3 separate regions of the Mus musculus genome follow, and regions 2 and 3 are each linked to region 1. Evidence: chromatin contacts called from public HiChIP or PLAC-seq data. All regions are on one chromosome and are shown on one strand. Each heading gives the region's core, a stretch centred on a gene start, on an enhancer-like site or on the middle of the called end of the contact. The rest is flanking DNA. Distances are from core to core; before and after follow the strand shown. Region 1 holds the start of Pcgf3 (polycomb group ring finger 3). Region 2 holds the start of Gtpbp6 (GTP binding protein 6 (putative)). Region 3 holds the start of Chfr (checkpoint with forkhead and ring finger domains).

Evidence for each region. HiChIP or PLAC-seq counts read pairs in DNA pulled down with a chosen protein or histone mark.
Region 2: an H3K4me3 HiChIP or PLAC-seq map of embryonic forebrain shows a contact between it and region 1, with 7 times the contacts expected there. The contact joins the promoter of Gtpbp6 here to the promoter of Pcgf3 in region 1. A contact is called at or near these places in 7 of 115 datasets of contacts at active chromatin or transcription factors (astrocytes, embryonic forebrain, embryonic hindbrain and 4 more) and 1 of 9 other capture datasets (liver).
Region 3: a contact with region 1 is called in an H3K4me3 HiChIP or PLAC-seq map of embryonic forebrain, with 6 times the contacts expected there. The contact joins the promoter of Chfr here to the promoter of Pcgf3 in region 1. A contact is called at or near these places in 6 of 115 datasets of contacts at active chromatin or transcription factors (astrocytes, embryonic forebrain, embryonic hindbrain and 3 more).

What each region holds. Positions count from the first base shown.
Region 1 is chr5:108,459,908-108,462,736 of GRCm38.p6, reverse strand. Pcgf3 (polycomb group ring finger 3) reads right to left here and starts at 1,478. Exons shown (of 11, transcript NM_172716.5): 1 at 1,286-1,478.
Region 2 is chr5:110,106,792-110,110,097 of GRCm38.p6, reverse strand. It overlaps Gtpbp6 (GTP binding protein 6 (putative)), which reads left to right and starts at 1,901. Exons shown (of 10, transcript NM_145147.5): 1 at 1,901-2,242; 2 at 2,901-3,038; 3 at 3,158-3,228. The coding sequence starts at 1,927. It overlaps Zfp605 (zinc finger protein 605), which reads right to left and starts at 6. Exons shown (of 5, transcript NM_001163996.1): 1 at 1-6.
Region 3 is chr5:110,134,245-110,137,416 of GRCm38.p6, reverse strand. It overlaps Chfr (checkpoint with forkhead and ring finger domains), which reads right to left and starts at 1,587. Exons shown (of 18, transcript NM_001289577.1): 1 at 1,483-1,587; 2 at 1,223-1,366. The coding sequence starts at 1,355.

The DNA of each region.
Region 1 (2,829 bases), core at 229-2,728:
GAGTCCTTGGAGCCCAGCTGAGCTCCAACTTTGCCTTGCAACTGTGCTGAGAGCCTCACCCACTCTGTAACATCAAGAAGCTAGGGGACCTGTGGGGAGTGTAAGCACTTCATAGCAAAGGTTCCCTGTGGCTGGGCTGATCGAAACCTCCCAATGCCTAGTAGTCTTTTCAGCAGAGTTCGGGGGTCAATTACTAGAGTCCTAGGCCCTCCCTGCCTTAAAGTTCCAACTATTATCTAAGTAATCCCTGAGGACCATCCTCACGGTTCAGCTCCAAGGCTTTCATTTTAAAGGGACCCACCTTTGGTCCTGTTTGTCCTGAAGCCTATCTATATTCTGAACTCTCCTCACAGTTCACCCTCAGGGCCTCAAACTGCTCAAAGGACTGCCACAGTGGTCCAGATTCCTTTGAGCCAGCCTTGATTTCCCAGCTCTCTACAGCCGATTTGTCCCTGGGAGATCTGACCTTCCTATGGCCTTGTCCCAGCACCCTGGCCCTCTGTGGGGTGGTCTCAGGGTCTTAACCCTCCTCTGTAATCTATCATTAGTTGGCCCATCTAAGTGATTCTGCCATTTTCTAAGTCCTGCCAGGTCCTGGGAGCCATTCTTCCTCAATGACCTTTTCTAGACTCTTGTCAGGTCTCTAATACTGACCCTCCCCCAAGTGTCCATTCCAAGAGTCGGGGCTCCACCTGTCCTGGGGTCCCAGAACTATGGGAGAGCTGCCCAGTCCTAAGGACTGTTCAGTGAGTAGCCCTCAGTAATTCTGGCCTGGTCCTGGGTCCTGCCTGGTCTGCGGTCCTGATCCCCCTGGATCCAGCCTGGCCCAGACTCCTGTTCTTCCGGGGTCCTGTTCTCTGGAATCGTGCCTGGTGCCAGGTCTAGCCGGACTGAGCTCCTTGTCTTCCCTAGGTCCTGTTTTCTCGGGGTCCAGACTGCTCGGAATCCACCTCGGCTGCTGTTCTGCCTGGTCTAGGATTCTGCCCACCCCGGTCTAGCCTGGTCAAGGGTCCAGCCTTGTGCAGGCTCTTCCCCGGGTTCTGTCTGGTCCAAGGTCCCTGTCCTCCCTGGGTCCAGATTGTTCCGGGATCCAGCATGGCCCTGGGTTCTGCCCTCCCGGGGTCCAGACCTGCGAGAAGTCCTGGCCTTCTCGCAGGCTTTTAGGGTCCCGCCTCCCGGGCCTGCCGGGGGCGCTGGGCTCGCAGCCTTCTGCCGCCCATGGGCCGAGGCCCGCGGCCTGAGGAGCGGGCGCGCGGGCCAGGCCAGGCGGGGCGGGCTCACTGACCTGCGTCTCGGGCGGCGGGCGAGCGGGCGCACGCGGGGGCTCGCCGGGAGGGGGAGGGGGCGCCGCTCCCTCTGGGTCCCCCCCAAGAGGAGGAGAAAAAAGCCGTGCAGAGTTTAAAACAAAGAGGCGGAAATGCCCGAACCCAGCCGAGTGCGGAGTCGGGGGCGCCGCGGCTGGAGCATGCGCAGTGTGTGGCTCAGCTCCCACCTCGCAAACGAGAGAGGCGGGGCCTCTGAAAGGCGGAGCCTATAGGGGTGGGGTGCAGGAGGGGCCAGAGAGCGCAGGCGCGTGCAGGCAGCAATTGACTCAGGAAGCTGGCTCGGCGAGACAGGCAGGGTGGAGCTCGGGGGTGTGGTCACAGGTGAGAGGTGGGTCAGGAGGCGTGGTCAGAAGCACTACCTGGAGAAACTCCGCCGGGTTGTTCAGGACGCGCGCTGACAGGCAACTGCATGAGTTAGGAACGAAACCGGAGTATCTAGACCACGGGTTTCCTACCCCCATAAACCTTCTGCTTACATTTTTGTCCTTTCTTGGAATCACTGTGGACACAGAGAGACCCTTATGCTGGCCTTTCGGACCGTGGAAACCCACAATTTGTCCGTTGTCCACTGTGCATTGTGACTGGCAGAGGGCATAAACTGAGAAAAGAAAGTCTGTTCTTGTTTGTTTGTTTGTTTGTTTGTTTACTTGTATTTTCGAGAAAGGGTTTCTCTGTGTTGCCCTGACTGGTCTCGAACTAACATAGATCCGCCTGCCTCTGCCTCCCAAGTGTTGGGACTAAAGGAATGCCCTACCATGCTGGACTGGAAGTCTGTTCTTAGGAAACAAAGTGGTTGTGGCAGCTGTATGCTAGACAGGCGGTGGGACAAGGAAGCAGCAAGGTGGCCAACCAGCAGGTGTTTGGGAGAAGGGGCATGCAAAGAATGAGGTTGAAAGGGGTTATCGCCTTTAATCCCAGCATTTGGGAGGCAGAGGCAGGTGGATTACTGAGTTCGAGGCCAGCCTGGTCTACAAAGCGAGTTCCAGGACAGCCAGGGCTACACAGAGAAACCCTGTCTCAGAGAAAGAAAGAAAGAAAGAAAGAAAGAAAGAAAGAAAGAAAGAAAGAAAGAAAGAAAGAAAGAAAGAAAGAAAGAAAGGAAAACAGAATAGGCACCCAGGAAGGCAAATATACTCTACTGAAGCCTGGCAGCCTTTGTATCACAGAGAGACTACTGATGGGGGAGAAGGTTGAGGGAGAGTCCTAGAATAATGGAGGATCTGGTGTTGGTATTAGAGGTAGCAAAGAGGTACTGTTGAGAAGACCATGAGCAGGCCTGGACTTAGGGCACAGATCTCAGGAAGTCATCTAGCTTGACAGACAGCTAGACCCTTAAACCACTTGTCTTCACATGGGCTTGTCATGCCTTAGGTAAGACCATATTCAGATGTCATTCTAGGTCCAGGATTCAGACCTTGCTTCTGTGTCTATCAGGGATACCTTCAGGGAACTCTCGCTTTACACAACCTCTGGTTTCTCCTGAAAGTTGTTGCCCACTTTAGGC
Region 2 (3,306 bases), core at 652-3,151, 1.6 Mb before region 1:
GGAAGTGTCGATGTAGAACTACATTTCCCAGAGATCCACTGGGGCAAATGTGCCTGGGACTGAAGGATGGGCTTCACTTCCGGACCCACCCCTCCACCCCCCACCCCCAGCCTTCATGTTCCCTTAAGACGATGTCATCAGCAAGGGCCCTTACCGTTGTATTGTCTCACTGGCCTGAAGTATTTTACTACTACTACTACTTCTTCTTCTTCGGCCCTTACCGTTGTATTGTCTCACTGGCCTGAAGCATTTTACTACTACTACTACTACTACTACTACTACTTCTTCTTCTTCTTCTTCTTCTTCTTCTTCTTCTTCTTCTTCTTCTTCTTCTTCTCCTTCTCCTTCTCCTTCTCCTTCTCCTTCTCCTTCTCCTCCTCCTTCTTCTTCTTCTTCTTCTTCTTCTTCCTCTTCTTCTTCTTTTAAAGATGCATTTATTTTATGTATGTGAGTACACTTGTCGCTGTCTTTAGACACACCAGAAGAGGGCATCAGATCACATTACAAATGGTTGTGAGCCACCATGTGGTTGCTGGGATTTGAACTCAGGACCTCTGGAAGAGCAGACAGTGCTCTTAACCACTGAGTCATCTCTCCAGTCCTATTTTATTTCTTAAAACTCTTTTTTATTTTAAAATGTATTTGTTTATTTCATGTATATTAGTGTTGTGCCTTATATGCTTGTGCACTGTGTGCATGCTTACAGAGGCCAGGAGGGTGTTGATCCTCCTAAGACTGTTGTGAGCTCTTATGTGGGTGGTGGGAATTAAACTTGTGTCCTCTGGAAACGCACCCCTGAGCCATCTTTCTGTCACCCAAAGCAGATAATTTAAAGGAAGAATTCATTAACTTTTAAATATCTCTTGATGTTCTTGGCTTCTATACCCAAATTAGACATTTCAGCACTACTGTCTGCATCCAGGAAGATACTCATGAAGAGCCAAATATGTGAGTGCTAGGAACTGAACCCCAGTCCTCTGGAGAAGCAACCAGTGCTGTGACATCTTGAACTATTTTAATCATGACTATGTTCAGTGGAGCAGCCAGTCTCTTTACTAGTCTGAGAGACATCTCCAGCTTGGGTTTTGTTTTGTTTTGTTTGTTTGTTTTGTATCCCCTAGTTCCCTGCTTCAGGCAAGTAAGCTAAATGGATTGTCAGCAGCACACATCCCAAGGCTTGATTTGTTCCTACTTTATATGAATATGTCCCCACAACTCCACTCCAGAAAATATATAAATGACTTGAAAAAAAGATACACAGGAGAGAGAGAGAGAGAGAGAGAGAGAGAGAGAGAGAGCGCGCAGCTATCCCAGGTCACAGATATATTCCATTTAGTTCCTTCTAGTTCTTGGTACTGAACATCCTCTAGCCTACCATCTGTGACTCCATCTTCCTCTGTGTTGAGGAGAGTTTCCTGTGGCCCAAGTAAGTTTCAACAGAAACATGAATATTTGTAATTTCTTATAACTAAGCATAAAAGCTAACACATTTTATAACTTATTTGAATTCTATTTTAACATTCAGTGCTAGATTATTTCAATAGCCTATGTCCTTTATACCTAACTTTATTGTCTTCATAAAAGTTGTCATAGGCCAAACCCTGAGTTCTATTGAGTCCTGTGTTGTTCCTTTTGAAATTGCTGTGCCTACACTAACTCTATTCAGATCTTCCACCACTAGGCTTATTTTTATTTGTTTTGTTTTAGAGGCATTGTCCTTTCGGCCCCGCCCCTCGCCGCATGCGCCTTGCTGTCCTTTCTCCCTGACCCCGCCCCTATCCAAGTTTTTCGCTGCGGGTAAGCGATCTGCTCTCGATCCTCCCAGAGCCACCCTTCGCGGCACGCACATGCGCCCTGTTGTTCTTCCCGTCCCTCCCTGCTCTCCCTCCCCCGCCCCCGCAGTCTCTCGCTGCGCGCGCACGCGCCATGCTTTTTCTGCGCGCCGCCGTGCTCCCGGGGTTCTGGCTCCCGCGTGTGCGCCGCGTACAACTCGTTCGGAGCCCCGCGGTGACCCTGCCAAGTCCCGTCCGCACTGTCCACGCCGGGAGCCGGGTCTGGGGGAGCGCGTGGGCGGGGGGCGGTCCCGTCCGTGGTGGGGGCGAGGAGGACCCCCGTGAGGACGAAGAGGAAGAGGAGGATGAGCTGCTCCGCGCCCCACCCCTCCTGCCCTTGGATACACAGCGCGTTTGCGTCCTGCATCCTGACGTCAAACGCCCGGCCGGAAAAAAGCCTCGAAGCACAGGTATCGGGTAGGGCGAGAGTGGGGATTGAGCAGGGAAGCCGGAAGGGGCGAGGACCTGAAGGCCGAAACTTACTAGTGCTATACAGGAAGGCCACGGGGAATTGGGGCGGCGGTGACGCCTAGTTCTGGAAGGGGCGGAGTCACGAGAAAGGAAGGAGAAGCCGAGGGAGGAGCACTGGGGGCAGGGTACTATGATGGACATCGGGCGTACGGTAGAGAGTGTGGATAGTCTGGGATGTGCTGGGTTCGTGGCTGCTCTCCTGGTGGAGTCGGAGTCTGGCGAGCTTGCGTGCTGGGGGCGTGATCTGGCTGAGCATGTGATGGTACCTGGGCCTGCCCGATGGGTGAGGCTGCGCGTGCTCCGGGTGGGACCTTGGGGCGGGACTATCCTAAATTTGTAGGCGGAGTCTGGGGGGGGGGAACATTGGGCGCTGGGGGCGAGTCCTAGAGGTTCTGCCTTTCCCTGGTAGAGCTTTGGATCATGGCCTGGCGAGCTTCTTAGGGTTGTGATGTGAGCTGCAGGGTGGGGACATGGTGTGGGCGGGGGATGCGGACTCTGCGCGGGCGCGGTTTCATCCCAGAGCTAACCCTGTCCACCGCCGTGGTCCGAGGTCTTCCCGCTCGGCCCTTGACTGGATGGACCCTTGTGTCCTCACAGCGGAGTGGCAGGTGGCAGAGGCGGCCGCCCTGGTGCGCGCACTTCCAGGATGGTCGGTCGCGAGTACCCTGGTGGTGCCCAGCGCAGCGCCTGGCAGCAGGCTGGTGTTCGGCAAGGGCAACTTTCAGGACGTGACAGGTGAGCGGTACCTCACCTTTGGCCGCTGGGCATGCGCCTCACCTGCGCTGGTGTAGGATGGGTCAGACTGCCTCCCGTCCTCCTCCTAACCCCATGACGGGCCACTCCCTGTGCTCCAGAAAAGATCAAGGGATGCCAGGACATCACGTCCGTGTTCCTGAACGTGGAGAGGATGGCGCCACCGACCAAGGTTCCCTTGTGTCCCCCCTGATCCTCACATGACCCATGACACCATGTGACCCCTGACTGATCCCTGCGTGGCCCCCAT
Region 3 (3,172 bases), core at 338-2,837, 1.7 Mb before region 1:
GCACATGATCATGTTTGCAGAGGCAGACAGGGTCTCTCAATGAGAGCCTAGAGCTCAAGAAGTCTGCAAAAGTAGTCCCAGCAAGCAAACGTGGCTCCTTCTGTCTCTGCCTCCTCACAACTAGGACTAGTCATGTACCACCACACTTAGTTTTTTACATAGGCTCTGGGGATTTGAACTCAGGTCCTCAAGCACTTTACCATCTAAGCTCTCTCCGAGTCCAAAGCTAGGTTACACACAAGCAGTTCATGTAAGATTTTATCAATCCTCCTAGCAAAATAAGGTGGACACAAGTTATAGAAATCTATGTCCTAATCCCAGCACTCGGGAGGCACAGGCAGGTGGATTTCTGAGCTTGAGGCCAGCCTGGTCTACAGAGTGAGTTCCAGGACAGCCAAGGCTATACATAGAAACCCTGCCTCATAACCGCCCCCCCAAAAAAAACAAAAACAAAAACAAACGAAAAAAAGAAATGTATGTCCTTGACCCAAAGCAATCGATGTTGGGATCTGTGTATAACTTTGTTCAAATTCTCAGTTTCCTAAGTTCATTAAATAAATTATTCTATTTCCTGGGACTTTGAGATCTTTTCAAATAGAAACCCTGCCATTATAAGTTGCCCTCAGAGCACTGGTTTAACAGTGTCCTAGTCTTCCAGCATATTCTTTGTTCTCATTTGTCACAAAACATTTTTTCTAAAGTCCCTGTGGTTTATTTTTTTTCACCCGTCAACCTTTTAACAGTGGTGTCAAATTTCTACATACCTTTTTTCAGTTTTCCTTTTGTTAATAATTTCTAATTGCATTTCATTGAGAAAGAGAAGTGTACAGTAATGAGGACAAGATCGTATTTCGAAGGATATATTTACAGATCTATTTCACAAAGTTGTACTGAGAACTGACTGATATCCATCATCAAGCATCCAGAAGAGCAACTGCACAAATAAATAAGCCCATTTTATGGGGGGGGGGGGGGGTTGAAAAACAGTGCACACACACACACCCCCCGAATTCCAGTAGCTTCTGTATCGCCAGCCGGGTACTTTTCCCACTTCAAACCCCCTGTCGGTTTCCCCATCTAAACCCACTCTGACTAGGTCTTCGATCCTGTTCTAGGCCCTCGGTCTCCTCTCAGTTGGGTACCCACTTTAGGTCCCTATGCTTCATCCCTGTCTACCCCTTTAGCCTTTATCCTCGTCCTCACTCCACTCTGGCCACCGCACCTCTCCTCCTTCCGATGGTCCACTCGCGTTTCCAAAGAAGGATCTGGGGTTCGTCCTCCTCTGCGCCTAGACGAAGAAGCCTCCCCCAGGGTTCCTGCGGCGGCGGCGGCTGCTCTTCCCCGTGTAGCTCCATAGGACTCACATCTACAGAGACCCAGAAACGCCGGCTCAGGGACTACTTAAAAAACGCTCAGCACCGCTGCTATAGCCTGGCCGCCGCCTGCCTCCCCAGCCAGGACCCCACCCGCCGGCCAGCTTACCCCACGCCCTGCGCGGATCCCGGAACCGGCCTTACAGTCGCCGCCACCGCTGTCAACAGACATCTCGGGTACCCCAGCTGATCCACGGGAGGCGAGGGGGAGGGGAGCAGAGCGGTACGCCCTGTGATTGGCTGGCGGCCGTGCCCACCGAGAGCGACGGCTAGAGCGGTGCCAGAAAAGGCTATCCGGAGGGGGCGGGGCGGAGCGATCGGAGCCTGCGCAGATGAGAGAATGTGCACCTTGTTGCCATCTTTGATGCTGGCAGGCAGGCGCACTTACCTTCCTGCAAAAGCACGGAAGTAGCTGTGGAGGGCACCATGTTAGATTCGGGCCAAAAAAAAAAAAAGACCGAGTAACTTATAGATCGGAAGGTCCTTAAAACCTCACTTGTAATTCCGAGATAAGGTGCTATTTTCACACGTCAGATTACAAAATGTGAAAGCTTGGTACAGTGGGCCAGCCCTTCGCAAGGAGCATAATTTAAGATGTCAATTAGAATAGAAACAGGTAACTCGTCTCTGAGGGCTGATTTGCGGTATCTTTAAATCCTGTTTCTTAGGATCTTGTGTCATTCCCGAGTTGTATGCTACAAGCATGTTGGTGACCCCCCGGTGAGAGAGAAACACTGGCAAAAACAATGCCCTGGAAGAAAGTCACTGAAGACAGAGAAGCAAAGTCCACACACAGTGGTTCTTGAGCAGCTCGGAGTAATGTCTTTGCTGGTGAACAGCTTCAAAAAAGTATTAAACATCTGTTTGTTTGTTTGTTTGTTTGTTTGTTTGTTTTGTAAAAAGAAAACACATACACAGACACATTTGTAAATATATGTGGAAATGCGTCTTTGCCTATGTCTACAAAGATTTACTCAAATACTTTTGAAAGGATATAAAAGTAGCAGTGGCTGCCTCCGGGAACATGGATTTGTACCGGTCTGAAAATCGCCGAAGAAGACCCCAGACATAGATAATATGCAAAGACAAAGAGCGTTTATTCTGAAGAAACAAGCAGTATGTGGGTCACATTTTTTGAAATGGTGTCCGCAGTCAAGGGTGTGTGGGCCTTCTTATTGGGGGGTGGATATTAGGTAATCTCTAATGTGATTGGCTGGGCCACTGTTCACATTTGGGAACTGAACTGTGACCCTCACCCCCACCCCCCAGTTAAGATTATATAGAGTTTTTAAGCCTAAAATCCACAAACATCTGTGCTAAATTATTCCACCAATCAGGATTTAGGGATAGAGGGTTTACTTAGGAACTTGTCTTTGTTGTATATGTACCCTGCTCCCATTGATCTGGGTACTCAACTTGCAGGGACTTGACTTACCTAACATTCATGTCCTAACTTGTCACAGTACCCATGTACATATTTCTTTCTGCCAAGTAGGATGTCAATTCCCAATAGGCCTTAGGAACTTAAACTTTACTCGGCCACTAGTCAAAATGAAAGTCTTATTCCAAATAATTTCTTATATTGGTGCAGGTGTCTCTCTTATGTTGGGGTTCATCCTAGGGACAGCTTATACCATGAAAGTTTATACACAGGTGCAGGAAGAGCTATTGAGTGGTTGGTTCAGGTCCAAGCTTATTGCAAATGACACAGTTCTACTGATATCTAACACAATTGGTTTCCAAGGGTATAGAACATAACAGACTATGTAATCAACTTGGCATTAGAAAGTTTCCTATTA